3 separate regions of the Sus scrofa genome follow, and regions 2 and 3 are each linked to region 1. A link is a contact called in public HiChIP or PLAC-seq data. All regions are on one chromosome and are shown on one strand. Each heading gives the region's core, a stretch centred on a gene start, on an enhancer-like site or on the middle of the called end of the contact. The rest is flanking DNA. Distances are from core to core; before and after follow the strand shown. Region 1 overlaps IFT122 (intraflagellar transport protein 122 homolog). Region 2 has its middle 61 kb from the start of TRH. Region 3 overlaps TMCC1 (transmembrane and coiled-coil domain family 1).

The links. HiChIP or PLAC-seq counts read pairs in DNA pulled down with a chosen protein or histone mark.
Region 2: an H3K27ac HiChIP or PLAC-seq map of alveolar macrophages shows a contact between it and region 1. The contact joins two enhancer-like sites. A contact is called at or near these places in 3 of 47 Hi-C or Micro-C datasets (embryonic fibroblasts, omental adipose tissue and skeletal muscle) and 2 of 2 datasets of contacts at active chromatin or transcription factors (alveolar macrophages and skeletal muscle).
Region 3: a contact with region 1 is called in an H3K27ac HiChIP or PLAC-seq map of alveolar macrophages. The contact joins two enhancer-like sites. A contact is called at or near these places in 1 of 47 Hi-C or Micro-C datasets (retroperitoneal adipose tissue) and 1 of 2 datasets of contacts at active chromatin or transcription factors (alveolar macrophages).

Annotation. Positions count from the first base shown.
Region 1 is chr13:68,870,181-68,874,663 of Sscrofa11.1, reverse strand. It overlaps IFT122 (intraflagellar transport protein 122 homolog), which reads right to left. Exons shown (of 30, transcript XM_021069363.1): 14 at 3,855-4,052; 15 at 1-14. Among named protein-coding and RNA genes, the nearest start is that of RHO, 36 kb to the left of the region's middle. Within about 2 kb of position 2,018, at least 50 of the 83 cell types and tissues checked have an H3K27ac peak or open chromatin away from gene starts, as enhancers often do. A contact at or near this core is called in alveolar macrophages, omental adipose tissue and retroperitoneal adipose tissue, where this site is marked.
Region 2 is chr13:69,300,422-69,304,904 of Sscrofa11.1, reverse strand. No RefSeq gene overlaps it. Among named protein-coding and RNA genes, the nearest start is that of TRH, 61 kb to the left of the region's middle. Within about 2 kb of position 2,539, at least 8 of the 83 cell types and tissues checked have an H3K27ac peak or open chromatin away from gene starts, as enhancers often do. A contact at or near this core is called in alveolar macrophages and omental adipose tissue, where this site is marked.
Region 3 is chr13:69,171,946-69,176,428 of Sscrofa11.1, reverse strand. The region is part of intron 1 of TMCC1 (transmembrane and coiled-coil domain family 1); the gene reads left to right. Among named protein-coding and RNA genes, the nearest start is that of TMCC1, 50 kb to the left of the region's middle. Within about 2 kb of position 1,933, at least 52 of the 83 cell types and tissues checked have an H3K27ac peak or open chromatin away from gene starts, as enhancers often do. A contact at or near this core is called in alveolar macrophages and retroperitoneal adipose tissue, where this site is marked.

The sequences.
Region 1 (4,483 bases), core at 769-3,268:
TACATTGGAGCAGACTGCAGGACGGCATCCAGAAGAAAGAAAGCTGCTTTCAGAGCCACCAAAGAACTCAGATTCACGTGAGGCCTGAAGCTGGCTGTGTGCACCAACTTCATTATTTACGCTGGCAGAACAGGGCCATGGCGCCACATCAGCACACTGCTCGGCCTCAGCCTGGCCCAGCTCACATACCTTCCATTCTGCCATCTCTTTCACAGCCAAACACCACAGAGCCACCGTGTTCCACAGCATGGATTTCTACCCCTTAGGTTGGCCGTATCATAAGACCTCACCCTCTGCAAAGTACCTGCTTGGTTTTAAATGTCATCTCTTCTGGAAGTCTTCACTGACCCCTCCAGGGAAGGGGCCTGAGCCTCCCCTGTGCCTCTTGTCCTAAACCTCATGTTGTGTTTTAATTACAAGCCTATCCCCCAAGGCTGTGCACAACCTGAGGGTGGCAGCGGGTCATACTTACCTTCCTCAGCAGGCCCTCAGCCTATGATGCTGAAGGAATGAACGTCACTGTGAAGAAGGGCCCTGGAGTGGCCTCTTGCAAAGATACCGAGAAACCTCCTTACTCCAAGAAAGGCAACCCCTCCTAGGTCCTGGCACTGGGAACCTTCTTGCTATTCCTCTGGTGGGACACGGCTGCCTCACCGTGATATCTGAATGGGTCCTAAAAACTTCTCTTTTTAGGTTTACAAAGTAGTTTAGGATCAGTCTCAACAGCCCTGTGCAGTGGATATTGCTGCTCCCTGACCACTGCCTGGAGACTGAGAGGGTGACTGATCTGCCAAAGACACAGAAATGGCACATGGAAGACCTGGGGATGGACCAGGGGCGGGGGAGCGTGACCAAGTTCTGGCTCCTCCCTGCCTCCTGGGTAGGGGGTGTGTGCGTGTGTGCATGTGTCGTGTGGACACACGCACACGAGAACATGTGTGAGTTGGGCCCGGGGTCTTCATTGACCAGAGGCCCTGCCTGTTTTCAGGCAGTCAGAAGTGCTAAACAAACTGCACACCTCCTTCTGGGTTCTGGGGCAGTGGACACCAATCAGCCAGGACCTCTGATAATGGCTGCCACATGTGGAGCTGGACATGCTGTTTTCTCCATTTGGGACCTTTATCTTTGAAGTTGAAGGAAACTTGTTTCTTTTTAAGCCATTCTACCCTCTGACAGCAAGCCAGCAAAATCGCTTCTGAACGCTCACATTCTTCTCGGAGCCACCCCTACTCCTGCTTGGAGGGGGCAGCATGGGAGGAGCCAGGGAGCAGCCACAGCTTTGCTGTGTGATTTGGTGTAAGCTGATTAGCTTCTGCTGTAATGCCCTGCCCTTCTAGCTACTGGGGCAGGCACAAGTGCTCTGGAAGAGGGAAGGGGCTGGCATGTATGGGCCTGCCCCCTCCCCACTGCACCTTCCCAGCACCAGCTCCTCCCCATCTCCCGACTCCAGGAGGGCTCCCATTTCCCTTTGCTCCAGACACACTAGCTGCTTCTCTCCAGATCTTTCCGAGCTCAGATAAAATGTCGCCACCTCCTGGAAGCTTTCTCAAATTCCCCAGGCACAAAGAGCTTTCCTTTCTTAATTCCTCCAGTGAGCACCCTTTGTTCTAATTTAGTTTTTTTGTAGTGTTTGCTATTTTAAGATTGATAATAATAAGGGGAATAGGAATTGGGCCAGACAAAACCTGAAAGATCTTATATTTAGCTCCACTACACAGAAAAGTGAGGCCCAAAGAGTGAAAGGAGCTGCTCAAGGTCACAGCTGGTTTAGGCAGCAGAGTCAAAGCTCAAAGCCCATGGCAGGGATGGGACAGGCACAACAGAATCAGCATACAATTCAGGTTTGCCTGCGAGGCACAATATGAGAACAGTAGTTTTAAAAATACCCTAACCAAACAAATGCCCACTGAGCTCCACTTTATCTTACTGCTACATTCCAAGCATGAAGTCACCACGGCCCTGAGAAGCCCGAGAGGGCTTGCCGCCCTACTTGGCAGCCCTGACTAACCAATTCTTGCACAAGATGATGTAAATTTCGAAAGGAAACCAGAAATCCCCAGAGTGGGCCTGATGCTTTCTCCCTCCTCTGTAGGCCAAAACCACAGGATGGCTGGAGGCAGAGGCGACAGATAAATAGCCTTTGTCTTCAGGCTGCCTTTCCTAACCCTTGGCAATTCTGACCTGCTGCATCAGCAGGATGGCCTTGGTGCAGCCTCAGAGGTGGGGGAGGGCCCTCTGGCTCTGAAACTTAAGGGCTTGGCAAGAGGAAGCCCAGGCCACCCCTCTGGCTCCTCTTGGTCGGCCCAAGTCAGGGAGCAGCAAAGTGCATTTATCTTTGAGGCCAGAATAGCAGTCCTGGAGGAAAACTCTATCAGCATGGCCTGTTTGGCTGGATGGACAAAGGCTGGGTTTCTGGAGGCTGTAGGGCCAGTGCAGGATGCAGACCCGACTAGGACCTCGAGGAACAGTCAGTGGGGCTGCTCTCCCTGCCCCTCCTGCCCCACCCCCACCCAACTCTCTCCCTTCGTTCTCTGGCTTTCTTTTTTCTCTTTCCTGTTCCTCAGATCTGAATTCTACTATTGCTTACTGAATACCTCCTCAATACCAGGCGCTATTGATTCCTGAAGCAGTAACAAGGGTAACATCGGCTGAGAGGGAGCAGTGGACCCCAGCCCTACCCTTCACAAGGAGCAATAGCAGGGGGCGAGAGTGAAGATGAGGTATGTGAAGGGGTGCAGATTATAGGATCCCAGCTGCAAGGCAGTCGAGACAGACCTACGAATCTTTCCAAGGACATGACCGACCTCTGACCCATTAATTTCACTTCTAGGAATTTATACCAAGGACCTAAGTTGGGATAGGTACAAAGACTTAGCTAGAAAGACGCCCACTATCTACAATAGCAAAAAAGCTGTAAACAGTATGACTATCCAACTCTAAGTACTGGTTAAGTTATGGAAGATCTATATGATAAGACAAAAAGTAGTCATTAAAATCAAGTGGTATTGGGGAGTTCCCTAGTGGTCTAGTGGTTAGGATTTAGCGCTTTCACTGCTTAGGCCCAGGTTCAATCCCCAGTCTGGGAACTGAGATCCCAAATCAAGCCTCTGCATGCTATAGCCAAAGCAACAAACTAAAAAACCAATGAGGGGAGGGGGCAGGGCAGCAGGAAGGGAGGTGTGGTTATAACAAAGGGCAATCCAACACCAGGGATCTCATGAGCTGGTGGCAGTAGAACCATGCACCTACACAGGTGATAAATTTGTGCTGTAGTTTTGCAAACTGTCCCCAATGGGAATACCTGGGCAAGTTGTACTAAGGCTCTCTGTATGACTTCTTACAATTGCATGTGAATCCACAATCTCTGTATTTGAAATGCCAGAGGAGCACATGTACTGAGGAAGAGTCATGCTTCCAGCAGACTGCTGAGTGGAAAAGCCAGATTGCTAACTGATGGCCAATAATTCATACAAAGTGATGGGTCTGCAGGATGTAAATGTTAGGTTAACAAGAAGATGGAGGGAAAGGAAGTGATTAAAACTCTGTCTTATTTATAATCACATTCAGTAAAGCAAGTAAAGTAAATCCGAGGTTTCATCTGCAGGAGCAATACTTCCGCCCCTCCCAGGAAAGGGGATCAGGGAGGTTGAGCTGTTTGCCCAAAGACACACAGGCTGCAAGGGGTGGAGATAGGGTTGCGGTTCAGGTTCAGAGTGCCTTCCAGAATATCACAGCTGCCACTCTTTTCTCTCTTCCCTCTGTCCTTGCCACCCCCTCCCAAGCACCAGCAAGGAGCCTGGCTTTCCTGGTCTCACTCGCCCTCCCCTGTGAGGAGCTGATGGGCCCCAGGTTACCTGTGGCACCTCCACAGCTGACATGGAGAAGACGTGGAGGCAGAAGATCTTGGAGCCGTTATAACCAACCACAAAGCCCTGCAACTTCTGCTGGTGCACAGGGAAGGTGCTGGCCTTGATGTTGAGGTAGCCTCCCCCAGAGAAGCAGAGCATGTCCTCACACTGGGTGTTCCAGGCCACGCTGTTGGCATTCGGTTCCTGAAGGACAGGGATGGCAAGGCTGACACCCCCAGGTGTGGGCACCATTCGTACATGCAGTCAAGTACTCTGACTAAAGCCTGAATCATGCTAAGCTGCTAACAGGGAGTGGGATGTAGAGAAAGAGTAGAAGAAGGGGATCAGAAGAGGCTGACAAGCCATAGACGCAGGCTCCTCTTTACCCTGTGTGTGCTGGGATTTTGTAATAAGCATTACTTAAAAAGTTTATTATCCCAAATATTAACCATTACATAGTAAGTGAGAAAATCAGAAAAGGAGGTTCTGGTTCTATTAAAGAAAGAGTATACAAAGCTAGTCATGGAAGGTTTAAAGGGATATAGTCCCCGAAGGTCCCTTGTAGCATGGTGGCTTAAGGATCCGGCGCTGCCACAGCCGTGACTCAGGTCGCAACTCCCTGGCCCAGGAACTTC
Region 2 (4,483 bases), core at 1,290-3,789, 430 kb before region 1:
TTTGCCTGAGATTTTTTTGGACTGGATTTAAGGGAAGCAGGATGTGATCTTTCTAGTGCGAGCTTATCATGTGTAAGAGTCAGGAACTGATGGCAGACACATTCTCTATCACAAGGAGAAAGCAGCTCTGAAAGAGTAAGCTAAGAGACGTAGGGAACGTGCCCTAGAGTCCAGGCGTCACTGAGGCCCTTCCCTTCCCTGTTATGTTCCATAAATACACCAGCAGCCTTCCAATATATTGCTCTGCTTTTGTAGAAGCCTGCTTGCTTTGGATCTCTATCATTGAAACCAAAGTAAACCAATACACCTGAGATCCCAAACACTAGAAATTCTGACCCAGCATACTCTTGGCTCTGCTTGGATGAGGTGAGGGCCATGGGTGTGGGCACCAAGGCCTTGTCTCACTGGCAGTGTCTAATTCCCAGGGAGAACCATGGGTAAGGCCACTTGTATACACATCCCCAACTTACCTCCTGTAACATGGCCTTGTCCTACCCCAGTCAGGGTTAAGGCTAGGTCACTGTTAGGAATCTGTGTTTTATTGGGTGCCAACAGAAAGAAACAAGGGGAGGGAGTTCCCGTCATGGCGCAGTGGTTAATGAACCTGACTAGGAACCCTGAGGTTGTGGGTTCAATCCCTGGCCTTGCTCAGTGGGTTAAGGATCTGGCGTTGCCGTGAGCTGTGGTGTGAGTCGCAGATACAGCTCAGATCCCGTGTTGCTGTGGCTCTTGCATAGGCTGGTGGCTTACAGCTCCAATTAGACCCCTAGCCTGGGAACCTCCATATGCCATGGGAAGTGGCCCTAGAAAAGGCAAAAAGACAAAAAAAAAAAAAAAAAAAAAAAAAAGAAAGAAAGGAAGAAAGAAAGAAACAAGGGGAGAGAAATAAAATTTCACCAAGGCTCCCCTCTGAGGTTCTTGGTGGGAGGGAGAGAAAGAGTTGGGGGAAGTTTTTTATGCCAAGATAAAGGAGATTGGTCACAATTCCTTACTTCTGCCTAAATTTAAAAATGAGGAGGAGTTCCCATTGTGGTTCACTGGGTTAAGAACCTGATGCTGTCTCTCTGAGGATGCAGGTTCGATCCCTGGTCTCATTCAGTGTGTTAAGGACCTGGTGTTGTTGCAGGCTGTGGTATAGGTCACAGATGTGACTTGGATCCTGTGTTGCTGTGGCTATGGCGTAGGCCTGCAGCTACAGTTCCAATTCAACCCTACCCTTGGAACTTCCATATGCCACAGGTATGGCCATAAAAAGAGAAAAAAAACAAAGTTAAAATTACATGCAGTATAGAGTTCCAATTGTGGCTTAGTGGGTTAAAAACCTGACATTGAGAGGATTTGGGTTCAATCCCTGGCCTTGCTCAGTGGGTTAAGGATCTGGTGTTGGCACAAGCTGTGGTGTAGGTCACAAAGGCAGCTTGGATCCTGTGTTGCTGTGGCTGTGGTGTAGGCCGGCAGCTGTAGCTCCAATTTGACCCCTAGCCTGGGAACTTCCATATATCATGGGTGTGACCCTAAAAAAAAGAAAAAAAATTACATTCAGTAAAACACATAGATCTTAATATATTTCTATGTGCACACTCACGTGTGCAGCCACCACCCAGATCAAGATTCAAGATTTCCAATACCCAAAAAGACTGCTGTGTACCCCTCCCAAGTCAGAATGCTGGCCACCTACCCCCTCTATTCTGATCTGCCTCTATCATCATAGCTTTGTTTTGCCTGTCCTTGAACTTCATGAAATAGAATCATACAATACATGGTCTTTTGTGTCTGGTTGCTTTTTAACTCAACTTAATCTAGAAGGTACTTAATCTAGAAGGTAATATTGGCCCTGTCGCTCTTGATCTTCATCGTATTCCTGTATCAATAGCTAACATTTAGCAGGTGCCAGGTTCCAAATGCTTTTTATGTATATTTTCACTTACTTGTCATGTGTATGTGTACCTGAGAGGTAAGAACAAATCAGGGGATTGGAGCCCAGAGAGGTGAGGTCACTTGCCCAAGACACAGGTGTGCAGTGGCAGAGTTAGGACTGGAAGGCATGCACCGCTCCATCTCTAGTCATGCTTGATCTGAGAGGTTGGAGATCTCATATGCATTTTAAGGGCTGAGAAAAGCTAACCAGGTAGATCTGGGTCTTTGGAAGCTCAAATGGGATAACAAAGGAGTTCCCTTGTGGCATAGTGATTTAAGGATCTGGTGCTGTAGCTGCAGCAGCTCAGGTCAATCCCTGGCCTGGGAACTTCCACATGCCATCCATGTGGCTGAAAATAAAAAAATATGGGATAATAGAAATAAAAGTTTACTAACAAGAATAAAGGGTTGTACACATAGAAGGCAGGGTCATGACTCTTTTAATGTGAATAGAGTCACCACTTAATCATTTATTAACCCAATAAGCATTTATTGAGCACCTAAAGATAAATGGAGGGTCACTGGGCTCAGAATGACAGGGACCAAGTTCTTGCACTATGGAGCTCACAGTCCAGAGAAGAAAGCAGATGTTTAAGGGGAAGTTACACGTATGCTGGGCTAAGAAAGGGGAAGTTCATGATGATCTGGGTGTACGTTAGGAGAAACTAACCTTGTCTGTGGGGTCAAGGAAGGCCTCTCAGGAAATGAAATGAAAGGTCAGCAGAGTTAGGTATACCATGCACAGGAAACAGAAGCAAATGCTGTGAGGTGAGAGACAGAAACTAGCACAGTAATTAGAAGTGTAAAGTCACTAGCATGTGGGAGTTCCCTTTGTGGCTCAGCAATAATAACCCGACTAGTATCCACCAGGATACTGGTTCCATCCCTGGCCTCGTTCAAGTTAAGGATCTGGCATTGCTGTGAGCTGTGGTATAGGTTGCAGATGTGGCTCAGATCTGGTCTTGCTGTTGCTGTGGCATAGGCTGGCAGCTGCAGCTCCGATTTGACCCCTAGCATGGGGACTTCCTTATGCCACGGGTGAGGCCTTAAAAAAAATGTCATTGGCATGTGGCACTTTTCTGTACAACAGTTACTTGTTTTGCTTTTATGAAAATAGGCAGTTTCAGTGCTTACCTGCGCTAATACATCACGGACACTAGATGTGACAGTAGTCTATGGTCACTCTCGACCCTGAATAGTTTTTACCAAATTTTAATTTTGTGAAGCCATGTTCTGTACTGGTTACCCATATTAGTAAAGTTAAACACTTACTGACACGAGAGTATTTGGAAATGTGATAAATTATTGCTGCAAAGATTTTGCAATACTTGAGTGGAATTTAGCTGGATTTTATCAATGTAAGGTTTTTTTTTTTTTTGGTCTTTTTAGGGCCACACCCATAGCATGTGGAAGTTCCCAGGCTAGGAGTCAAATTGGAGCTATAGTTGCTGGCCTACATTACAGCCACAGCAACGCTGGATCCAAGCTGCATCTGTGGCCTATACCACAGCTCAAGGCAACTCTGGATCCTTAACTCAGTGAGCAAGGCCAGGGTCAAACTTGCATCCTCATGCATGCTAGTCAGATTCGTTTCTGCTGAGCCACAACGGGAACTCCCCAAACAATTTAAGGTGTTTAGCTCCTCTGCCTTAATTTCTTTTTTTTTTTTTTTGTCTTTTTGTCTTTTGTTGTTGTTGTTGTTGCTATTTCTTGGGCCGCTCCCGCGGCACATGGAGGTTCCCAGGCTAGGAGTTGAATCAGAGCTGTAGCCACCGGCCTACGCCAGAGCCACAGCAACGTGGGATCTGAGTCATGTCTGCAACCTACACCACAGTTCACGGCAACACCGGATCGTTAACCCACTGAGCAAGGGCAGGGACCCAACCTGCAACCTCATGGTTCCTAGTCGGATTCGTTAACCACTGCGCCACGACGGGAACTCCCTCTCTGCCTTAATTTCCATCAATATTATTGCTAATATTCCTTAGTTTCATTTGTAAATTTTTAATATTTGTTGCAGTTCATGTTCATTGTAATTTTTCAAATTATATGTCATCTGGCCCAGTGCTTCTCAAACTATAATATGTATATGCATTGCATGGGGGTTATATTAAAATGTTGGTTTAGGAGCTCCCGCTTTGGCACAACGGGATCAGTGGTGTCTTGGGAGCACTGGGACTCAGGTTCCATCACCTTCCCGCCACAGTGGGTTAAGGATCCGGCATTGCGGCAGTTGCAGCTTATGTCTTGGCTGATCCCTGGCCTGGGAGCTCCATGTGCTGTGGGGTAGCCAAAAAAGAAAAAAAAAAAAAAAAAAAAAAAAAAAAAAAAAAAAGATGGCTTAGCCTATGGTGATCTGGAGTGGGACTGAGGGTCTACGTATGTAACAAGCTCCCAGGTGACATGGATGCATCTAGTCCAGGGGCCACATTTTCTTTCTTTCTTTCTTTCTTTCCTTCTCTTTCTTTCTTTCTTTCTTTCTTTCTTTCTTTCTTTTCTTCCTTCCTTCCTTCCTTCCTTCCTTTCTTTCTTTCTTTCTTTCTTTTTTTTTTTATTTTTTAGGGCT
Region 3 (4,483 bases), core at 684-3,183, 300 kb before region 1:
GTGGAGGAAAAAAATGGAGTTATTGATACTCTTACCATTAAAACCAAAACAAAACACACAGAACTCAAGTTCTCTGTTAACCTACTTTTCCACTTGGAATTAAATTTCAGTTAGTTTAAATATTAGGTTACATTGCTTACTCTGAACCTAGATATGAAGGAGTTTTCATTTTGGAGCTATTGATCTGATAATTTTTTTAGTTTTGGATTGTCACAAAAAGTTTAGTTAAATATGTTCAATCCTTTTCCATTAAAGGCTTTTGGAATAAAAGTGTTAGATATGCATTTCGGTTAGAGTGATTTTTTTTTGGCATCCTTTTATTTGTTTGAATTTGATAACTCTTTTGTACTCTTCCTAAGGTACTGTGAAATGTGTGTGTGTCATCTTTCAGGTGAATTTTATAAAATTGTGCAATGTATTTGATGATAATTGGAAACAGTAGTGTATGATATGGGCATAGTTGAGAATAACTGTTACACAAAGATGTCTTTTCAAATCATTTTTCACTTTTCTCAGCTGAAGAGAAAAAAATTAGTAACACTATGGTTTGCTTATAATAATATTTGAGGTTTTGGAAAGAAGATCCCTGCTTATCTGAGTTGGATATTAATCCATATTCACAGGATTATTTAAGAAATCAGTGGGATGGTAGATGTAAAATTCTTAAATGGGATGTAAGGTGGGATGTACTATGTACGTGGGATTTACTATGGGTTGACTGCACAGAGTAGGTTCATTTCAACCAAGGCTATATGTAGCCTAACGCATTGTCATGCTTACAGGGAATTGAGAGTCACTGGAGCAGGGAAAAATTAATGTATATCAAAGAGTTCTGCCTTGGTCAGTTGTTAAATTCATTCAGAAGTAATGAAAAATGCGGAGATAATCTTCTGGAGTGGAAAGTTTCATTAAAATGAAGCTTTATCCTCCCATTGGCTGTCTGGAAGCAGAACTAGATTGATAGGAAGAGACTGGCAAATTATAGCAAAACTTTTGTCTTTGGAACTGCTCTCTCGGTTGCTAAGTTTCATACCTCTTTACCTGCATTAATTCAGTCTAGTCTGTTCCTTCTGTTTTGTGTGTATATTTTTAAAAATACCATTGTTCTAATGAGAGAGCACAAGCACCTCATGAGACGGCTTTAAGTTCCAAGCGACGTTGAAGTCTCTCTCAGAGTATGCGTCTTTGCACCTGATATTCCCGCCCGAGGCTGTCAGCCCCTCCCTGTGAGTAAGAGGAAAGGCTTGGCCAATTACTGAGACAAAGCCGGCCGGTTGCCTGAGGCGGAGTTTCCTTCTCCGGGTGTGGAGCGGGGCTTCTTTCACAGCATTCGTCCAGTGGATTACCTGGGTGGAGGTTGATTAGGGGGTGCTGTTTTTGCCGCCGACCCCCTCCCCAGGAGGGTCGGGCGGGAGGAGTTGTTGCCGTTGCCAGTTTCTCCTGGAGGCAGATGCCTTCTGACCCCAGCGCGCTGGTCCTCCTCCCACCCAGACCAGAACATCAGGTCCATCCCCTGGAGTCTCAGGTGGCACCGCGGCGGCAATCTCGGGGAGGATTTGGTGGAAAGGGAAGGGGTGGTCCTTCTGCCCGGACCCCTCTCGGCTGACTCACAGGAAGTGGTAGCTGGGCGCTGGGCGCAGCAGCTCCAGGATTCCGCCTTCCCCGCCGGTCCTCCGCCCTCGCCCTCCACCCGGGCTTTGCTGTGTCTCGGTAGAACAATGAAGGGCTTCCAAGTTTGCCAAGACTCCCAGTCACAGTCTTTGCACTTCTGTGACAGTCTTACAAATGTTTTGCCACCGACTTTTGCCAGAAGCTGTTTTTAAAAAAGCCCTTCCCTTCGTGGATTGCTTTGTCTGAAGATAACTCAGGGTGACCATGGTTCAGCGCTTTAGCCTCAGGAGGCAGCTATCCAAGGTGGGTAGCTTGGGTAGCTTTGTGTGTGTGTTTAGGGGAAACTCTAACTAGCTTTGGCGTGGTCTTCTTTTTCTCTACAACTGTTCTGTCAAGCCTGCCTCCTCCAGTGCTAAGGAGGGGTAGAGGGAGGAAGCGCTGTCTTTTGTTCTTTCCTCAGACAGACACAAAGGTCTGAAGCTGACTGCACTGGAAACCCCAGGTTTTGTTCCCCGAAACTAGAGTTATCATCTGTGAGTCTGGAGAAAGTTGTAGTCTGCTTCTCAGATACAATTTCCAGAGGGTGTGTGTGAAAGAGAGAATAGTGGGTAAAAAGTGCATATTTAATTAACAATTCATGTAGCAGCTTTTGACCAAAATGAGAAAGCATTATTGGTCCGTGGAATCAGTGCTTTCACACAAGATTTAGTATTAAACTGGGGAAAACTACCATAAAATAGTTCAATAAGCAAGACCTGCATGAAGATGTTACTGTGTGTGGTTGTGATCAAGAAGGAGTGTGTGAAAGGCAGTAACCAGAGGCTTAGGAATCAGTTTTTACAGAATTGTGCTTAAAAAAACAGGTTTCATGTGTGCAGTTTGGGCGGGGGGGTCTTTTAATCTAAAAAAAAAAAAAAATCAAAACTTAAGAAGAAAATGAAGCTTCTTAGAAGAGGGGGCTGCTGATTTTATGAATCAGCCTTGGCAGTGGCCAGCCCTCTGTTGACCCAGTCATTGACCTCTCTTCTTAAGCGAATACAGAAACTAGTTTGGAAAGAAATGTGGTGAGTGTTGAGCTTTATTTCTAAAGCCATTCTGTTTTTTAAAAGCTCTGTTTTAAAAATGTGCAGTTGGTGGCTAAATTGTGTTACAGTTCATTCTCTGCAGACGGAAGCTTAAACAAATAGTAAATCAGTAGGCATTCTACACTTCCTTAGTTACTAGTCAGAACTGTTAAATCCTGAAATGGGTTATTAAAGGGAAACCTTTAGTTCCTTATGGGACCTCAGTGTAGAATATGTGCATTCAAGCAAAAATGAGCAAAGCTTTTGCCTCCATCCCCATGTCAAATTTCATCTTTTTTCTTGGATCTCCAAACCTAACAGGGATTTTTTTAGGAGCTCTGGAGTGAATTTCCCTTGCTTCTCTTCTCCTCATTCCAGGTGTGTGTGTATTGTGGGGGGAGTGAAGGACCTCGAATGCCTCCACATTTCTCCTAAATAATAGAATCGTTTTTGGTTCTCCTTCACGTGAACCTCTAGATCATATATTTTCAGGTATGTAGTACAACTAAAAAGCAGGAGATGGGTAGATTGTCAGGGCAGTAACATTTCTGCCTGAGTGTTTGAAACAGGTGAGAACTAAATTTCTAATTAGAAAATAACTGCAGCCTAGCTATTTCGCTGCCAGTATTTCTCTCCCAATTATTTTGTGAACTCTTAGTTCTCTTTTCACTCTCTGCTGTATGCATGATTGTGATTTATATAAAAAAACACTTAGGGAAATTGGGAGCACATCTTCTTTAAAACATGAAGAAATAGAAGGTACATTATATAAAAACAAAAAGGCAACTTCTTTAAATTTCTTTTTCTAACATCCCTTTCCACTTTAACATAGCTTCTGGGACCTAAACTGGATGGTTAGGACCAAATCTATTTTCTATCAAGTATCCTTAACATAGTAATGAATTGAAAAAATAACATTTGTCATTGTTTCAGTCTGTATGACACTGAAATATGGAGGAGAAAATGAATAGTTAAGTCAAAAAGTTTTTTTAAACTCCGTGATAGCACTGGGCCTCTATTCTGTCTTTTTGGCTAAATCCATATGCTACCTGAGAACAGAGGCCCTGTCGAACCCCAGTGTATGGTATTTCTATTGTATATGTCAAAGTGCTGTTGGTTTTTTCAGGTCAAAACAGTTGAACGGTGGCAATTTCATATAAGTTCAACTTTAGAAAGAAGTCTTTTTGCCAATAAGAAATAATCTTCCACAAGTATACATTTGTTTTAAGATGATCTCATATTTTAAAAAGCAGTTTCTCATTTTGACAAGAAGAAAATACTTATGTGATCATCTTTAAATTCTGTTGGAAATTTTCTGAAAAAAAATTTATAAATGTTTGCAGCGATTTAAAACAATTATCTGGAGATCCCCTCGTGGCTCAGGGGAAATGAATCTGGCTAGCATCCATGAGGATGCAGGTTCGATCCCTGGACTTGCTTAGTGGGTTAAGGATCCGGCGTCGCCATGAGCAGTGGTGTTGGTTACAGATGTGGCTTGGATCCCTTGTTTCTGTGGCTGTGGCATTGGTGGACAGCTACAGCTCCAATTCGACCCCTAGCCTGGAACCTCCATATGCCTTGGGTGCAGCCTTAAAAAGACAACAAACAAACAAATCCCCACCCCCCCAAAAAAACCCACTAATTATCTAATTTAGATGCTTTTTATCTGTAAGTTTCAGAGTCATGTTTACTTACACCAGATATGTCCCCTTGATTATTCAGATGGTTCCTCTGGGCTAATGGATATTGACACCTGAACTAAGTAAAAATGAGGACGTAAACTAAGAAATAGATCAAGTTAAAAAAAT